Regions from separate parts of the Mus musculus genome. Here all the other regions are linked to region 1. Evidence: chromatin contacts called from public Hi-C and HiChIP or PLAC-seq data. All regions are on one chromosome and are shown on one strand. Each heading gives the region's core, a stretch centred on a gene start, on an enhancer-like site or on the middle of the called end of the contact. The rest is flanking DNA. Distances are from core to core; before and after follow the strand shown.

Region 1 (2,513 bases), core at 10-2,509:
ACTAACAGCTGCTCTGGTGGCTCACTACCCCAGGAAGGAGGAAGGATCAGGGGTACAGAGTGCCCAGGCTGAGCGGCGGGTGGGAAGGACGGCGCACAAGCTGTCACCTTGTGGTCTGCTACACCGAGGTATCCTTCGAGCTGCCGGGGTCCTGCGGGGGCGGTTCTACGTGGCTGGGGACTGCTCTCCACAAGCTGCGTGCTGCCAGTCGCGGTTGCCGCCTGCTGCTGCTGCTGCTGCTGCTGCTGCTGCTGCGGGGGCCGCTCCTTCTGGCTGCCGAGGCTGCTGTACACGAGCAACAAGCTGGTGCACATGGTAGTGAGCACTAAACACACTGCCAGACCATGGCGCTGCAGGCGGGCGGGGGAGAGAGAGCAGAAGACAGTGGCTCAGGGTGCACCAGGGAAGCTTGGCTCCTTATTGGCACCAAGCACAAGTCCGGAGCATCCGCCCCAGCCTTCCCAGCAGCCAGAGAGCAGAGGTGACACGGTCTTGCGCACCCGTCAGGGATGCTCCTGCATCGCTGCTCACAGCCCGCGTCTCACAGTGGAGGGCAGGTGGCGCGCGGTGACCAGTGCAAGGGTGAGCGCGTCCGCCCAGGGTACTTTGGGAAGGAGGATCTAGACTCCACCTAAGCTGCTCGGATTCCAGCCCTCCAAACACCCTCTCTTCTCGCCCCCCTGAGGCTTCCTGCAGAGATCCCCGCTAAGTTTGAAATCCGACAAGAAAACCAAGAAAGTCAAAGATGGTGCTTCCTCCCCGCCCCTCTGAGTTTGTGCCCAGCGGTCACAGTGGGACACCCTCCATCCCTGGAGAGGTCAGCCTGCTCCTCTGCTCTCCAGTCGCCCCTTGGATCACTCGCTAAAGATCCAGGAGCCCAGGCATCCCTAGCGCCCATCCCGGATTCCAAGCCAGGTAGAAAGTTGTCACCAATGACAGGTGACCTCTTGGCACAGAGATAGATACCCGGAGAGGCTTCCCCAACGGTCTAGGAGACCCAGAATCCCAGGGGTCTTTGCCTCTGCTTGGCAGAGTTGGAACAACAGACTCACCATCAGGGTCTTCATTTTGGGCTCCTCTTTTGTGCGGAATTCTCAGGCAAGCGCGTCCGGAGCCACTTTTTCTTGGAGGTTGTCCATGGTGGGTGATGGGGCGGAGGCTGCTCAGATGCTCACCTGGCAGTGACGGCAGCTGAGCGGGAGCAGGAGCCGCGGGACCGGGAAGCGCTGCTGTTGCAGAGATTAGAGGAGAATTAAAACTGAGCCGGACCCTCCGAGTCTTAGCGATCCACACACTGCCGCCTGCCGCCGCCTGCTGGGTCCTAGAGTCCTCTGCAGTCCCCCTCCCAACCCCCAAACCATCTTCTCAGTGAAGTGGAATTTCTGGGGCAAGACTGTTACCATAAAGGTGCACCCATTCCTTAGTTTGAAGATTTATTATCTTTGAATGGGGCTGTCAAGTTAAAAGGACGCAGAATCCAGTTTGATCCTGAACACGGTAGCCATTTGAAAATTTACTAAATTTTCAGGTTTGTGATTTTAATAAAGAAACAAGTTAGCCTCCCAAATGTCAATCGATCTCTTTAAATTTGCATTTGTGTTTACAGCCTGGCAAATGTGATCATGGGATTGTTTTCCTTAAAAATTACGCCGCTGTAATAATTTCTAGTTGTTTTCAAATGTCCTTTCCCTCCCTAATTCTGCTTTGACAAATCATTAGTCTCCTGCTTCCCTTGGACCGTACCCTTCCATGCAAATGGCTTCATTCATCATTTGCTCCCAAGAACACAATTTATATTTCTACTCAACCTGCGAAGTCCCTGGTGCTCATTTAAATGATTTTAAAGTTTTGGAAACACTCGGTGCATCCCATTCATGTGATTAACCGTGAACTGTAGAGTCTTCCTAATGTCAGTGAAGAAATATTAGCTGTTGAAGATAAAAAGTGATCTCGCATCCTAGGATCCTGAAGGCTGTGATTCGTCCCTCCTGCTGTCTGGGGCACTGGTGGCGTATACTTTCACAATCAGGACCTGGATTCCAGTTAAAAGCTGGATCATTGTTCAGTGCTGAGTTCAGATCAGTAGCCTGCTCTAAGTATGCTCTTGTCCCTACATCTAATTAGAGCAAGCATTTGTTAAACCTCTAATTTAGCTGAAAACGTATTTCAGCCACGTGACATTATTCAGTGAACATAGTCGTCTTAATGTCTCTCTTAACACTGTACATGTAGCCGTGTGAGGTTGAAGATCACATTAAGAACGATCAGCAGGCCACCTGAACCATGGGCAGGCACAGTGAGAGCCCTTGCAACTCCCCCTTTAATCTTCTCTAATCTACCGCTGGATGGATGGCACAACGGGGACTATTTTTAACGTATGAGGCCCATGTCCAAACTCTATTAACAAAGTTAAAATTATTGGTTCAGTAATGAGCATCCAGGAGACAGAAGCACACACCATGGAGCCTTTCGAGGAAAACACAAAAATTGGAAATACTATCCGATACTGCCAG
Region 2 (2,513 bases), core at 5-2,504, 300 kb after region 1:
AAAGCCTTTTGTTTGAGGGCTGAATACTGAAGTGAAAGAGGAGAACTATGACACATGCATTTTAAATAACATTCCATAAAGATTTATATTTCATAGAGATATTTTTATAGAGGTATTTCATAAAAGTTTTAAGTCCTTATTGATTTAGGATGGGCAGTGCTAGATCAGCCAACCCAAGCACACGTGGTCCATGAGTGGCTGACTTGGCTCTCTGCATTCAACTGATGACTTCTGCATGGCCCAGCCCTTCTGCTCTTTACCACAGGAAATGGTTCAGGTTTCCACCCACGCCCAGACAGAAGACATGCAGTGACTTAGGCTGCCTTGACCTGGATGAGCTAGCAGCATGACACTGGACTCTTGAAGAGAAAAGCAAGCAGCAGGGATGGTTTCCCTCCATTTTAAGAATACCAAATGCAAGAACAGGGTTTTCACAGCTTGAAAAATCTAAAGCAGCTTAAGTGGTAAAATATGGCTCTAATCAAAACGACTCAGGGTTGAACAGTGAACCTGGCAGCCTCTGGCTACTCAGTATTGTTTCTTGTGAGAAATGTGATATTCAGGGTATAACCTAACCTGCAACTATAAATAATACGCAGGGCAGAAGGAACCAGGAGATCCCTACACACCAGTCCAAGTGGTTCTAATTGTATTGTACCCCAAAGAGGAGAGTAATTATGTGGGGGAGCATGGGATTTCCCCCTGAAGCAATCAAGCATCCGCTTCAGCCAATGCTGACTCACTAATAAAACTGCATCTGTACTCAACCGTTTATTTTGAACGTGCCCGTTTTTTGATTTGCCTATGGGCCTTCCTTTGATTTGTCCGAGCTAATTCATCCGCAGGGCCAACACAGGCTTCTTGAGTTGACTGGACTCTGACCCTGTTTGTCTAGCAGATCCTCTGTACTTGTCCAAACAGGTGACTTTCCATGTTCGGCCTCGCTCGTTCTGCCAAGCCCGAATCCATTTTCAGGAATATTTCCTCTTGCATTTCCTGAACTTGTTTTCAACAATACAGGAAAATGTGTGATGGAGAGAGAATGTGCAGGGGGGCAGCAGCGGGGGTTTTCTCCTGCCTTGTTTTTCGCTGCCTTCACTTCAAACAAGTGTGTGTTTAGGCGGCAGAGACAGCAGCGTGCAGCCTTCATTCATTTCCCTAGAGAATGGCTTATCAAGTGCTGAAAATACGAGCTGTTCTATTCTGCAAAACACACATCAGATCCTTTGACAAGCAGTAGTCATTACCGTGTGTTCTATAGTTCCCTGCCTGGAAAGTGGTCGGCGGACAAGCCATCCCCTGGGGCGGCTTAACCCCGTTTATTCATCTCAATTTTCCTCTAGGTTTCTAGCCACAAAAAGAAAAAAAAATAAATTAAATTAACAAAACCCATTTGGAAAATGAACCTTTTGCGGTGGGTTCCAGGAAGCATTTAATTCAGGCAAGGCTGTGCCTCGCAGAGCCACCCACACGCCACATGCCGCTGCTTTGATGCATGGACAGTGGCAGCTGCAAACCTGAGATCTGAGGCTCATTAATGCATCTGCATGCTGAGGAATGTGCTGTATGTCGAGGTTTCCACGGCGACTGGACTGCGCATGGCCTATTCTCTGGAAGGAGGAACCTCGGTCTGCTGTCACTGGGGGGTAAGCATTACTAGCGAGCATAGAACAGCTGCACATGTGCCAGAGTGGGTGTCAGTCCACACACTGGTTCAATACAGTGGAGCCCCTGTTGACATTCCAAATTACAATGAGAAAGCCCGGGTCTGTAGACAGCTCTCACGCTGAGACAGAGATGGTGTGCAAAGAGAGTGCCAGGCGGAAAGTGTGTACGTGACACAGAGGAAGGCTTGGCTACCAGCCTTTCACAAAATTTCTACAGATGGAGATGGTGTGTTAAAACACCACGAGTTGCTTTTCATACCAATCAGCCGAATGTTCAGGAGAGAGGTGTGGGTGTACTGGAAGGACAGGATTCAAATCAGGCCTCTGCCACGTACCTGGGCTCTGATCTCGAGTAAGCCACTAGCGATCTCTCAGTTCTGCAAATAGAATGTGAAGACACTGGCTGCACAAGGTAGCCTACAAGAAACAGTGGCACAGTAGATGAGGACCACCCTCATGCTCACAGGGAGTGAACCGAGTATCCTGCCAGGTGGCAGGCCAACAGGAGAGAAAATTCCAGCCCTCCCTTTAAAGTGTTTTCCTCATCTTTGATCCCAAATTTTTCCTCCCACTGTCCTAAGAACCCAAGGCCAAAAAACAATCTTCTTATTTTTGTCACAGAAAAGGAAGTACTGGGGCACAAACATGTAACATTATTTATCACGGGAAATACAACACAAACTCCTATGGTCCTTCATGAGCTGACACTAGCAAACTAGAGGGTGTGGTCAGCCGGTTTCACCTTATCACAGCCTATGGACTGATAATGAAGTCCCACGCCCACTCTGGGCTGAAGGACTGTCAAGGTAAATAACAGCAATTCGCAGGAGGTTCTTGCGGATGAGA
Region 3 (2,513 bases), core at 8-2,507, 270 kb after region 1:
GAAATTCTATTAGTTTCCAGACGTGGGATTTATGCCATTCATTTTAAATGAAATCAAAATCCTACAGAGAAATAGGAACAGCAAACCCCACCATAGACAGATCTGTTCTTAACAGCATCTATTTACTTACTCCCCGGGGCCCAGAAGGTGGGCACCGCTGTATCGCGTTCATCGACTTTGACAAAGACAGCAAACAGCACATGGAGAACACACACATTTTGAGAGAATATTAAAACATGGATTAATGTAACATTATAAAATACAAAGCCTCTTACTTAAAGAGAGAGAGGAATTAGATGTCTACTGTGCTTAATGAAACTGTAGTGGGTGTCTATAAATCTAAAGTCCTTACCTTAACCTGAGTTTAAAATAATGGGCTCGCTTGACAGTGCTTTACAGATCCTAGTGCTGAGCAATATCACCGACGACCGGAATGAAAGATAACGGAACAGCGGAGAGGCGGAGCAACAGCAGAGAGGCGGAGCCTACTGGGATGTGTACACAGAGCTACGGGAGACAATATTTCTTCTTCATAATACAAAGAAAACACAGTTGCAAAACTCAGAGTTTATCCCATTTGTTTGGAAGAGAGGACCAGGTAGGTGCTTTGCTTAAAAAGACCGTAGCCCACTCTTGGAAAGCATGAAGGAGAACGAACACACATAAGAGGTAGTATTCACTCCACGATGCAAGAAGGTAGATGGATTTTAAGTCCACAGCAGTAATTAAATTTCAGTGTTGACACAGGACATCTCTACACCCAGGGCTCTAAATAAAGTTTATGCAGTGCCTGTGGGCAAAACATAGCCTACACGGATATTTTTCTCAGGAGCCAAGACTCTTTTTGCTGCATGCCCAGAAAGCAAAAGTAGAGCTGAGGACAGATCCAACCATGATACAAAAGCGTAACAAGAAATATTCCTAAATATTTGAAATTCTGTGGGAGCCTCATCTGAGGTGAGAATGTTAAATCATTTGGGGAGGAGAACCTTTCCTACAAAGGAAATTAACTGGAAGGCAAATATTTGAAACAGACGGAAATAGAATAGGTGAACTAACTTTTGAGCTGAGGCAGGGCTGTCTGGGCCCGATTTCCCAAAGCCATGGTAGACTTGAGAGAGAAGAAATGATATCAGAAGGGGCAGATTCTTTTTCTGTCACAGGAGGAAAACAGCACCTTCAAAGGAGGCCTGCTTCCTGATGGGACTGAACCTCTTCTGCGAGTCTCAGAGATGACGTCACTGCTCAAGCTCTCCCCCTGCTGGGGGAGGCTGAGAAGTGCTCCTGTGCCTTACATTGCCAGGGTGTCCTCAGGCATTCATAGTTTGTTAGTGAGCTCAGGTTAAGCATGCTGGGGTAACAAATGACTCAAGTCCTGGGTGACTTATAACAATTTATTTCTGGCTATGTCCTTGGGATAACGGTTGGTTAGATAGATGGGCTTCCTGTTTCTGACATCCAGGCTCATGCAATGTTCATATTTGGCATAGTACCAACCTCACAATGGAGGGGGAAAAGCACTGTAAGGATAGTAATACAGCGTCCGAGTGTGGTCTGGGACGTAGCTCAATGGGAAGGTGCTTGCTCAGCAGGCACAAGGCCCGGGGTTCAATCCCTAGGACAGGAAAAAATATTTTACGTTCAATCCAGTGATATCTGTCACTGATGGATATCACACTCCCCAGGGCTGTCCTCACTCAGGGCACTCCTTTTAGGAATGGGCTACTACCTAATTTAAAATTTGAGGTTGTTGTTAGCATTTTGATATTTGAAAATCAGGCATGACTACCAACGCTGAACAAAAGGACTGCTATGCCTTGGTGTCTCCAAGGACAGTTTATGGAAACCTAAAGTTGTGAAATCATAGTTTAAAAAAAAATTCCACTGAACATCAAGACTGAATGATGATCAAGCATTGGGCTTTACATCACCATTGGTTATTGACAGCTTCACAAACTTACAAATACACCATTCATTCATTCATTCACTCACTCATTCATTCATTCATTCATTCACTCACCTGCTCACCCATTCCTATAACATCTGTGAATACAGCCCACCCTGGAAGTGATGTCTGATGTCTCAGTTCTGTATTCAGTATCTGACATCACTCCACATCAGCAACACAGATCCTGGCTTTCCCATTTACTGCCTCTGAGACCTTGGGCCAGCTCTCCAGCCTCTGTAATTTTCCAAATACTTAACGCAGAGACAATATAAGTAACTACCCCATAGGTTTGTTATAAAGATGTCTGGAGATAATGAAAAGCACTTTATTGTGCCTGCATAGTAAGAGCCCCATAAACATAAGTCAATGCTGCTCTGCACAGCTGGGGCCAGACTCCAGACTCGATGCTAGCATGGAGGTGAGGAAGACACGCTGGCTTGTACAATCTCATCTACAAAATACCTGGACATCTTCCTCATAGAAGCTTAAGGTGAGTCAACACTGTAATACAGCCTTTTCAAAAGCTAAAGCCAACTCAAACAATAGAGGGAAAATGCTGTGAGAA

What was found. A called contact is a pair of places that touch in the nucleus more often than the background predicts. HiChIP or PLAC-seq counts read pairs in DNA pulled down with a chosen protein or histone mark.
Region 2: a contact with region 1 is called in an H3K4me3 HiChIP or PLAC-seq map of forebrain, with 5 times the contacts expected there. The contact joins the enhancer-like site here to the promoter of St6galnac5 in region 1. A contact is called at or near these places in 3 of 39 promoter capture datasets (embryonic stem cells, hippocampal neurons and stem cell-derived epiblast-like cells), 1 of 15 datasets of contacts at CTCF or cohesin (the NIH/3T3 cell line), 5 of 484 Hi-C or Micro-C datasets (B cells, CD4 T cells, the N1E-115 cell line and 2 more) and 11 of 115 datasets of contacts at active chromatin or transcription factors (craniofacial prominence, embryonic basal ganglia, embryonic forebrain and 5 more).
Region 3: a contact with region 1 is called in a Hi-C map of the N1E-115 cell line, with 6 times the contacts expected there. The contact joins the enhancer-like site here to the promoter of St6galnac5 in region 1. A contact is called at or near these places in 7 of 39 promoter capture datasets (cranial neural crest, embryonic stem cells, hippocampal neurons and 3 more), 3 of 15 datasets of contacts at CTCF or cohesin (the NIH/3T3 cell line, large pre-B cells and pro-B cells), 9 of 484 Hi-C or Micro-C datasets (B cells, CD4 T cells, the N1E-115 cell line and 4 more), 9 of 115 datasets of contacts at active chromatin or transcription factors (astrocytes, embryonic basal ganglia, embryonic forebrain and 6 more) and 2 of 9 other capture datasets (adipose tissue and pancreatic islet).

The regions. Positions count from the first base shown.
Region 1 is chr3:152,980,951-152,983,463 of GRCm38.p6, forward strand. St6galnac5 (ST6 (alpha-N-acetyl-neuraminyl-2,3-beta-galactosyl-1,3)-N-acetylgalactosaminide alpha-2,6-sialyltransferase 5) reads right to left here and starts at 1,260. Exons shown (of 5, transcript NM_012028.5): 1 at 1,053-1,260; 2 at 108-350. The coding sequence starts at 1,067. All of the region lies in intron 3 of Gm46830 (a long non-coding RNA gene), which reads left to right.
Region 2 is chr3:153,276,022-153,278,534 of GRCm38.p6, forward strand. The region is part of intron 3 of St6galnac3 (ST6 (alpha-N-acetyl-neuraminyl-2,3-beta-galactosyl-1,3)-N-acetylgalactosaminide alpha-2,6-sialyltransferase 3); the gene reads right to left. Among named protein-coding and RNA genes, the nearest start is that of Gm52634, 21 kb to the left of the region's middle. Within about 2 kb of position 1,255, at least 73 of the 459 cell types and tissues checked have an H3K27ac peak or open chromatin away from gene starts, as enhancers often do. A contact at or near this core is called in the N1E-115 cell line, cerebral cortex, craniofacial prominence and 4 more, where this site is marked.
Region 3 is chr3:153,249,529-153,252,041 of GRCm38.p6, forward strand. The region is part of intron 3 of St6galnac3 (ST6 (alpha-N-acetyl-neuraminyl-2,3-beta-galactosyl-1,3)-N-acetylgalactosaminide alpha-2,6-sialyltransferase 3); the gene reads right to left. Among named protein-coding and RNA genes, the nearest start is that of Gm52634, 5.6 kb to the right of the region's middle. Within about 2 kb of position 1,258, at least 17 of the 459 cell types and tissues checked have an H3K27ac peak or open chromatin away from gene starts, as enhancers often do. A contact at or near this core is called in the N1E-115 cell line and regulatory T cells, where this site is marked.